2 separate regions of the Mus musculus genome follow, and region 1 is linked to region 2. A link is a contact called in public Hi-C data. All regions are on one chromosome and are shown on one strand. Each heading gives the region's core, a stretch centred on a gene start, on an enhancer-like site or on the middle of the called end of the contact. The rest is flanking DNA. Distances are from core to core; before and after follow the strand shown. Region 1 holds the start of Psmg1 (proteasome (prosome, macropain) assembly chaperone 1). Region 2 holds the start of Cfap298 (cilia and flagella associate protien 298).

Region 1 (4,847 bases), core at 1,537-4,036, 5.1 Mb after region 2:
GCTCAGCTACCCGAAAACAGTTCACACTGACCCATCTAGAGTTCACACTGACTACTGCTCCTGTGCCCCAGCTTGGTTCCTAGCGCCCTCCCCCTGGTGACTCGCAACTCTAGGAGAGCTGATGCCCTCCTCTAGCTTATACTCCAAAGCAAACCCACACATAAAAATATGCACATATCTGAGTTCGAGGCCAGCCTGGTCTACAAAAGTAAGTTCCAGGACAGCCAGGGCTATACAGAGAAACCCTGTCTCGAAAAAACAAACAAACAAAAAAAAAAGCACGGATTTAAATTTTTTTGTTGATGTTTTGTTTTTTAAGACAAGGTTTCTCTGGGTAGCCTTGGCTGTCCTAGAACTCAACCTGTAGACTAGGCTGGCCTTGAACTCATGAAGTCCACCTGTCCTTCCTCCCATGTGCTGGGATTGAAGGAGTGCACCACCACACCTGGCATAAATTTCTTTTTAAAACATTAAAGACCTTCTAATTGGACCACTTTGGAGCCAACAAAATTTGAGGCTGAGGAGTGAAAAGTCTCCACTCTCCACAAAGAACTACACACAGGGAGTGGACTTGTCCACAGACTCTGCACCAGTCTCACAATGTAAGATTCTTCTAAAAACAATTAGGCAAGCAGACCTTTATATAATGGGCGAGTCTACTGCCTACTTACACAGTCTCTAAGTACTACGGCTCACTTACAGGGCAAGAGCTCCTAACTAGAGTTCTCAAATGATCTCCTCAGAGACTGCAAACCCAGTGAAATTATAAAGATCTCCATGTGTACTGACATACAACACTGATCCAAGTAAACTCACATTACTCTACTTTGAACCTACCAGGTCAATAAGTGCATTCAAAGACCTTAGAACTGAAGTGTTCCAGATGTAAGCAATTACTGCTAGACCTGTGGACACCATAACAAACTGGAAAACAGGGCCTTGAACTGTAATTCTGAAGCTAAGCATATTTCCTTTAAATCTCATTACAAAGATGGAAAGAACAGGCAATCTATCCTACATGAAGTAAAACGACTGTGGCTTTTGAAGACAGGCTTCACGGAGCCCATCTTGGCCTTGGAACTTCTTCATGCTCTCTTCTGCCACTTCCCACCTGCTGAGTGCTCGGATTTCATTGTGCCCAGTTCACATGGTACTGGGATTCAAACCCAAGGTCTTGTGATTGACAGGCAAGCACTCTATCACCTGAGCCACATGCCCAGGACCTGTTGTGAACTTTTTAAAATACGTAAGATACATGCAGAAGGACCTTCGAGTCCATTCTTCCAACGGGACATATACTCCTGACACTGGCACTTACCTGTTGCGTTGCTTCCTACTGCAATTATAAACTTGGAGCAAGGGTGTGTCTCTAGGAGCACAGCCTCCAGAGATGTTTCTGTCTGTCTTCGGAGAAGCCGAACCTCCCTAACAGCAAGAGACAAAAGTGAACAAATATGACTGTGACCACCAGTTCACTGTAAGAGATGGTGATGGGCAGAATGACAGTCAGATTAAGAGATTAAGTGATAGGTGCTATATAGAGCTGGATGTATAAATAGATGGAAGACAGATGAGATCGATGGTAGACATGTTACTTATAGATATTTATATGGGTAGTAGAAAGGTGCTATATTTACATATACATGGATGGATAAATAGGTAGGTGATAGAAGACAGAGATGAGTGGATAGTTGGATGGATAGATGGTGTTAGATAAAATAATCAGTGTCCTTGGTGCCCTTGCAAATGGATAAAACACTTTCTTTTTATGAGTAAAACTACTAACAAACTTCATACTAGCCTGACACACACAATGCCAGCACCCACAAGCCAGACACAATGTAAAAAGACACTAAAAGCATCTCCAACACTCCAGCCCGCAAAATGCTGAATGTGACCAAGACTTCAAACAAACGTTCAAGCATTTAGCTGTGGCAAAAGTAAGCTAAGACTGACCATCAGACAAATCAGGGCTCTCGGGAAGAGTGTGAGAAGTGAGAGGGAGCTGTCAAATGAAACGAACTGCCAAAAGTGTCTGTCGTTGACACAATCACCGGGAAGTGTATTTTAAAAATCTAGGTGAATTTGACTGTGGACTGGTATGATACTGAAAACGTGTTATTAGCAAACGTGGGGTAGGGAAGGTGCTAAGTTGCCAACACAAACATGACGACCCAAGTTCTGATCCGAGAACCCGCCTAAAAGCTCAGAATGGAGGTACTGAAAAAATAGGAGAATCAACAAAGTTTAATTATGTGCATATTTTATGTGTGGGTTTGCTCTAGAGTACAAATAATTGAGACAGCATGCTTAGGAAGACGTGTGGGGAGTCCTAATCGGAAACTCGTAGGGGTGGTGGGAGAGGAAATGAATGTGGTAAAACCTTGACCAAGGAAGGGGCTGGCGTGACCTGACTTCTGTGTCTGAAAGTAGTTTTGAAAGAAATACGGCCGACATGCGGCGTGACCTAAAGTGCACGGTGGAGGGCGAGCATCGCTGGGCTGCCGACGTCCCAGCGTGAACGCAGGGCACCCTGCAGGCCGACACCGCCTGACGCTCGCAGCCTTCCGGGAGCCTGACCTCTTCCGCGCCAGCTGCCGCCGGACCTCCCGGTCCTCCGGCGTGTCCCGCCTGCTCTGCTCCTCCTCCTCTTCTTCCTCCTCAGTCCCAGCTCTGCACGGCGCCTTCACCACCTCGCCAAAGAACGTGGCAGCCATGGTCCCTCAGCTCCGCGCGGCCAGACAGCGCATGCGCGCCGGCCCGCAGTCACGCCCCCTCCAAGCCACGCCCCCACCCCGCCTCCGAGCGAGGATACGCCTTCCGTGGGGGGAGGGGGGAGAACCTAAGAGCTTCCGGTCCGCCGCGAGAAATGTCCCGCGGCGCGCTTCCGTCATCCTGTTAACCGGGGCACGCAGCGCCCGCTCCACACCCGGCGACCCTCCTGCAAGGACCCACCCGTGGAGGAAACCCAGAGCTGCGGGTGAAGCACAGACAGCTCCAGGGTTGATGACTGCAAGCGGATTCAGAGAACATGAGTGAGGCTGCAAGGCTAGGCTTTTTAAAACCTGGCCATATGTAACTCATAGACCGTGTTTTCTACTTTAATGACAGGAAGAATGTGTGTTTCTGGTTTGTGTGCTGGAAGACAAAGAGCTCCACCGAATGCTGCTCCCACGAGAAAAAGGGTAACTGGCACCTCAGTGGGAAATAAAAACACATTCTAGATTTGCTTGTGAGGAAATGGAGACTGCATTGCCCAGGGTAAAATGTTTGGGGATCAGAGGGTCCTTTAAAAATCAAAACTCTTGGAAAGTTGTTTAAAAATCTCTCACAATGTAGAAAAACGATGCTTCAAGTCTACTGGGAGGAAAAAGCATATCAATCTTAACATACATACTCACTGGTTAATAAAAAGCAGATGAATGCCGGGCAGTGGTGACACACACCTTTAATCCCAGCACCCGGGAGGCAGAGGCAGATGGATTTCTGAGTTCAAGGCCATCATGGTCTACAGAGGGAGCTCCAGGACATCCTTTGGCTACACAGAGAAACCCTGTCTAGAAAAACCAAAGAAATAAATAAAAAGCAGATGTATACCAACTAGAACACTTTGTGTGTAACTATAGCACACACACAAGATTCTCAGTGTGGTGTCTTTAAGACTCAGATTCCAGGGTTAGTAGAAGCGAGCTGAAGAGCAGATGTCCCTGGCTGTCTCTTTGCTGGTTTCTTAAGCGGATACTTTGCTGATAAAGATACTCGATTTGATTTCTCACTCACACATGAAAAAAGCACCAACAGAAATCTGAAGCGTGTTGGTAAATCATAGGGAAGTGGTGGCTTGTCGGCACACATTTGCAGGAGGGATTTTACTACAGTGTTACTCCATTCAGTCACAATAAAGAGACCAAACACTTTAAAGGGTAAATAAAAATATGTTCCAATTAAAGGCCAGAAAGGGATTCCATTATAAAAGGCTGGACAGGATCAGACAGCAAGATGTAACTTCAGATCTTCAATTCACACTGCCAAAATTCACAGGTCTTCATTAGACTGATATATTTTCATTTCATGGCATTTCTTGAGGATATAATTGCTCAATAAGTAATTCTATGACATTTGGGATTGGACATTTAAATTTTTCATTAAAGCTCAAAATAAATAAATAAATAAACCAAACCCATGCACCAAAGAGGAGGAAGGGAACTCTTCCTGTGCTTGTAGCAAGATGCTGAAGATTTCAGAGTGAGTTACAAAAAGACACACACTATGTTAGAATTCTGAGTTGTGTTTTTGTTTTAAGCAGGCATGCAACCACAAACAAGTTTCTCAAGTAATCTGGACACTTTGGCCATACATATAACTGAAAAAAATGTGCATTACTGTTAATGAAAAATACACACCCCTAGGTTCCATTGTTTTTTTGATTTATACATGCAAGTTATGCCTAATAGTCACAGCTATTTTTAATTGGAAAAACAAACTGTTGAAGACAAGTTTCTCCAGTAACATGATAAAAAGACTTGACAGTACATTCACAGGTCACATCTGGTGACCTTAATGTCAACAAATAGCCATGAACAACGAACTAAAGTCCACATCCTCTGTAGGCAAAACATTTGTAGCACAACGACCAGAGGCCAGACTCCCCGACACTTGGCTTGTTAGTGAGCCTGAAATGAACCTGCAGTGTCACATTCTAACTTCTAAGGAACAGCAGAGAAACGTAAGAAATAGGATCCAACTGCATCACCTTAAGCGATGAGTGCATCTTGTTCTAATTTCTGACCACAAGTCTGGCCTTTACATCTTTGCTGCTACATAGAAGAAATAAAGTGTAATAGTCA
Region 2 (4,918 bases), core at 1,289-3,788:
AGACGGAATTGGTATGAGGACCATGGCACATCATGACAGACCTAACCATTGGAACTCTGTGCTGGAAAAGCCACGGAGCCCTCAGCACTCACTGGGCCATTGGAGGAGCTCCAAGGCAGAGAGCAGGGCAGATGATGCAGGTTTGCCTGTGAACGTCAAGAGGGAAATCAAGACTCTACCTGGGCCATTCGTGTGGTATTTTGTATTAAGAATCTTCCCACATTTAATCCCAGCACTTGGGACACAGAGGCAGGCAGATCTCTGAGTTCAACCCACCCACCCCGTTGGTTCTGCTCAGCCAGAGCTGTAAGACCAGACCAGAACCACTGCAGTGTGAAACCCTTGCCAGGGCTGAGATCAGCTGTGACTAAGAAAATAACAATATCGTTAAGACAAAAACCTTCTGGGATAAGCTTCCTGAGGGTCAACGGACAGAGCTGTTGTCTAGAGGGGGCCAAAGCCCGCTCATGCCTGCAGCCAAACTTGGCCAAGTGTATGCACCTTCCAGATGGTACTGATTGTGAGGGCATGAAGAGTCATGGAGAACAGTAGAGGCTGGGCATAGGAAGAGGCCAGGTCAAACTTCAGTTTCAGGGAAACCCCAGGATTGAAAGGATCATGGAGAGAGGCTGAGGCCTGGCATCATGATGCAGGGTGAGAGAGCCCAAAGAGAGGCCAAGAGGCAATCGGTGCCATTGGTAAGGGGAAGCCTGCGGTTCCGGCAGTTTGGAAATGCCAACACCATGGGATGACCACCAAGGACAGCAGCAGCTACGGAGTGGAGCCAGCCTCAGCCTGTGAGATGTGTTCTGTGGGCCCTGCAGAGCAGAGGGAGCGGAGAAGACCCTGAGTCCCGCACCTCTGACAGCGAGCTTCACAGGGCTGCACTTCAGTTCTCCTTCCAGTGCGAGTGCGCTCATGGTCTTCCCTCTTGGAGTGAGATTAGGTCTTTTTACAGGTGCCCGGTAATGGATATTACAGAGAGGTTTGAACTTTGAAAGAGACTGCATTTTTAAAGTGAAAAAATTTAAAAGCCTGTGGAACTTCTGAAAGTTGGAATTTGTTTTATATTGAGATATCCATATTAATAAGGTCTTGGGGATAAACAAAAAGGAGAGGGTTATGGTTTCATGGTGATATGTCGATTGGTGTTGACAAGGAAGCAATTGGTTCTGCTTGGCTTTTGTTGACCTGGCATGAACATAGACGTATCTAGGAAGAAGGAACCTCAACTGAGAAAATGTCTATTTCAGACTGTTTGTAGGCAAGTCTGTAGGTAAGGCATTTTCTCAATGACAGTAAGGGGGGGGGGGGTAGCACTCTCCGGGTGGTATCACCCCTAGGCAAGTGGTCCTGGGTGGTATGAGAAAGCAGGCTGAGCAAGTCGTGAGGCGCAGGCCAGGGGCAGTGATCCTCCATGGTATTTGCTTCAGTGCCTACCTCTGTGTAGATTCACCCATGCAATTCTTGTTTTTTTTTTTTTTTTTTTTTTTTTTTTGAGACAGGGTTTCTCTGTATAGCCCTGGCTGTCCTGGAACTCACTTTGTAGACCAGGCTGGCCTCGAACTCAGAAATCCGCCTCTCTCTGCCTCCCAAGTGCTGGGATTAAAGGCGTGCGCCACCACCGCCTGGCTCACCCATGCAGTTCTTACATGCTGCCCCACACTTTCGGTTTATGATGTTAAAGACCCGGAGGTTCCCCCCACCCCCTAAATGTTTTACTTTTAATATGTCATTTAATATTGAGCCTTCTTTGAAAGCAGTTAAGTTTGATTATATATATAAAACGGGTCTTAAGGCGTTCTCTATAATGTAAAAATCATGTGTTTCCTAGGAGACAGAAAACAACACCAAGGCTCTCCCGGTGAGAACTTTCATGGGCGGCTTCAAAGCGAAGAGACTCAAGGGCCAGGGCTTTTAGCGTCTCAAACTGTCCCCCTTCCCTGCAGCCACCACTCACTCCACCCTCACCCTTGACAACTCCCACCGTCCCCGATCCCTCAGCTCCGTCCCGCCACCTTTCGACCCAGTACGTTCGCACTTCCCGGAAGCCCAAATCCCGGCTTAGCTCAGCCTCACTTGGCATCCCGGCTGCTCTCCTCCGAGTCGGCGGTTGGCTGGCGAGCCTGGGTTTCCTCCAGCCGTTGGTCTTTCATCCCCGGTCAACCCTGATGCTCCTTTCCCACCCCGGGCTACGGCAAATCTCCCCAAATCCTCGCGACCCCGGGCGCTGCCCCCTGACCCCGAAGCCGCCGGCCTCCCTTTCCGCACCTGAGCAGAGCCGGTGCACCTTCAGCCGCCCGTTGTAGACGCGGGCCACCTGCGCCGTGAGCTCTTCCAGCTCCGTGCTCCCGGGCGCCTGCAGTAAGAACTGGCTCTCGTCGCCTCTCTTCACGTGCAGCACAACCATGGCTGCGCCAGAGGCGCCGCCGAGGTGGCAAGGCTGCGGGGCAGGGACCACGAGGCCCGAGCCGGGTCGGCCGGACCCACACCAGCCTGAGATTAACCGCTGCTCCGAGGAGGAACCGTGGAACGCGGCTCACGCTTCAGCCCGGAGGGATGAAGAAAACGGCGCACGCTCGCGGAAGTGGCTGTTGCCAGGGGCAACAGTCAAACATTGAGCTCGTGCCCAGTTAGAACTCGCGCCTGGAAGGCCGGAGGCGCTGAAGAACAGGTTGTGCGGGCCGCACAGTCGCCGCTCCCGGAAGTAGCTGTTGCCCGGGCAACCAAAACCCAAACTAACAGCTAGAGGCCTGTGCGGACGGTCCGGGGACTCGGGAGATGTCCGCTGGAGGAGCATGGCGACTCCTGGATTAAGAATGAGAGCGAGCGCTGGGCACTATGGGAGCATAGCCGCCGCCAAACTCAGACTGGTTTCGCGCAGGCACGGATCGCTTCCGGAAATGCCTTCTGCTTTGGGTCTCCGGTCAAAAAGTGGGGAGCGCTGCTGCTGTGCAGAGCTCATTTAGTTCCACAGCTGTCTATCGCCCGTCCCATGGAGTCTCGGTCCCCCACAATCTCAGATAGGGCAAGCGGGCGCAGCGCTGTTCTTCCAGGGCGCTCAGACACAGCTGAGGATCCCATTTTAGTGTTATAAAGAGAAAACAAATGGATGGAAGAAAATCAAATAGAGGAGTAAAGAAAATTAGCAAAGAAAATTAACCTGTGCTTTGAAATGATCTCAAACTCATAGTTTCGCTAAATGGTGAGGGTTTTTTGTTTGTTTGTGGTGATGGCACATTAAATTTTTTACTTGCCAATGGAAATTCCTGGAAAGAAGCTGTGTAATAAAAACAGCAGTGATGTGGAGAGGCTGTGAATCTGCGGGTCCAGACTGATTACCTTGTCTCTGTTAGCTATAGCTCCTAGAACAGACGTCCATTGCCCTCCTATGGGTCAGAAATAACTTGCATATAGGCTCTGAAATCTATAAACGTAGCTTTCACTAACCCAAAAGTTAAGAATATCGTCAAATAGCATCTGGTAACTAAAGAAAAACTTCGTCTTACTGTATATGCCTCTCTGGCATTTCCACCAATGTATTTTAAACTTGCCATGACTTACGACTTTGTCTTAGAGAGCTACAAAACTTTGTGAACATGGAATTTGGGGTAACCCAAATCTGTCATGGTCATTCATTCAAATTTGGCTTCAGAATAAACTACCTCTTATTCCCTGCATGTATTATGTGCACACACACACACACACACACACACACGAATGTGGGAGTGCACACATGCATAGAGAGAAAAAAAAACCTCTTCCCTTTTGAGTAAAGAAGTCAGCTGGTGATAAAGACATATTTATTTCATATGACAGCACATCTCACAAGATATGTACAGAATGTATACCAGCAACTTTAATACTGTACTTCTATAAAGTATATAGTTATAAATACTGTATGCCACATAAGCGATAAACCTCTTACATACATATAAACAGCAATCTACTAGAGAGAACAGAGACTCACAGAGATTCTTAGTGTCTGTTTTCTGCTTTGACCAGACCTGGCAAATACACACGATGTCGAGTTCTTTGTAGCAAACTTTAACTTGCTTTGTGCGTTTCAGCAGCTACCAGACTTCCTGACAAGGCAGAGCTATTGCTCTGCAGACATTACAGTGGTTCACACCTGAGGGAGTCACTGCTCAGGGCTGCGATCCACACTGCTTCAGTTTTCTAAAGTGGATTAGCTTGCTAATGGGGAGTGGATACCATACACACTACTCACACAGATGTTACAGCCACAATCTCAACAAGTTAATTCACATTTTGAAGCACACTGCTCTAGTAATACTGCAGTTTAAAAGCTACTACTGTTGAAATGATTAGAACCCCAACAAGCACGATCTAAAACTCACAAGAGTTATTGCTAACAGCGAGTGATGGCTGCAGCAGAGTTACTTCTATAAACACAGGATTGTGATAACACTGAGCATTTGCAAAGGTGCTCTGTCCTAACAGATCTGCTCTAGGAGAGAAGTGCGATGCAGCCTGCTGTGCTTTTACACGGAGGTGAGGGCAGCCATACGTCCTTTCTAATCTTACAATACACATCTTTAAAGGTTCAGGTAGGTAGATGTAGGAACGTGGGTGTAAGCACATAACTCTCTTTTTATATAAAGAGAACATTAAGTCTTAATGGGTAAGGATGTTTTAACTTCAGCTGACTGACAACCAACTGACCAAACAATAGCTTAGGGAGTTTTCTGACTGGCTTAACTAATGATATCAAAATACTATGTTTTTGTTGTTTTGTTTTTTTTTTGTTTGTTTGTTTTTTGTTTTTGTTTTTTTGTAAAAATTCCATGTATTTTTTCCCACAAAATTAATAAACGTAAGATCAGTTGCATACTGGCAGTGCAGGAGACAAAATCCACAGCTAATTTGAGGTATAGCCTCTAAAGCCTTAAAGCAG

The links. A called contact is a pair of places that touch in the nucleus more often than the background predicts.
Region 1: a contact with region 2 is called in a Hi-C map of rod photoreceptor, with 5 times the contacts expected there. The contact joins the promoter of Psmg1 here to the promoter of Cfap298 in region 2. A contact is called at or near these places in 2 of 39 promoter capture datasets (erythroid cells and pre-B cells), 5 of 484 Hi-C or Micro-C datasets (CD4 T cells, neutrophils, regulatory T cells and 2 more) and 1 of 9 other capture datasets (liver).

Annotation. Positions count from the first base shown.
Region 1 is chr16:95,988,174-95,993,020 of GRCm38.p6, forward strand. Psmg1 (proteasome (prosome, macropain) assembly chaperone 1) reads right to left here and starts at 2,787. Exons shown (of 7, transcript NM_019537.3): 1 at 2,581-2,787; 2 at 1,319-1,425. The coding sequence starts at 2,717. Brwd1 (bromodomain and WD repeat domain containing 1) reads right to left here. Exons shown (of 42, transcript NM_145125.3): 42 at 3,919-4,847.
Region 2 is chr16:90,932,311-90,937,228 of GRCm38.p6, forward strand. Cfap298 (cilia and flagella associate protien 298) reads right to left here and starts at 2,539. Exons shown (of 7, transcript NM_026502.2): 1 at 2,272-2,539. The coding sequence starts at 2,410. It overlaps Synj1 (synaptojanin 1), which reads right to left. Exons shown (of 32, transcript NM_001164483.1): 32 at 3,787-4,918.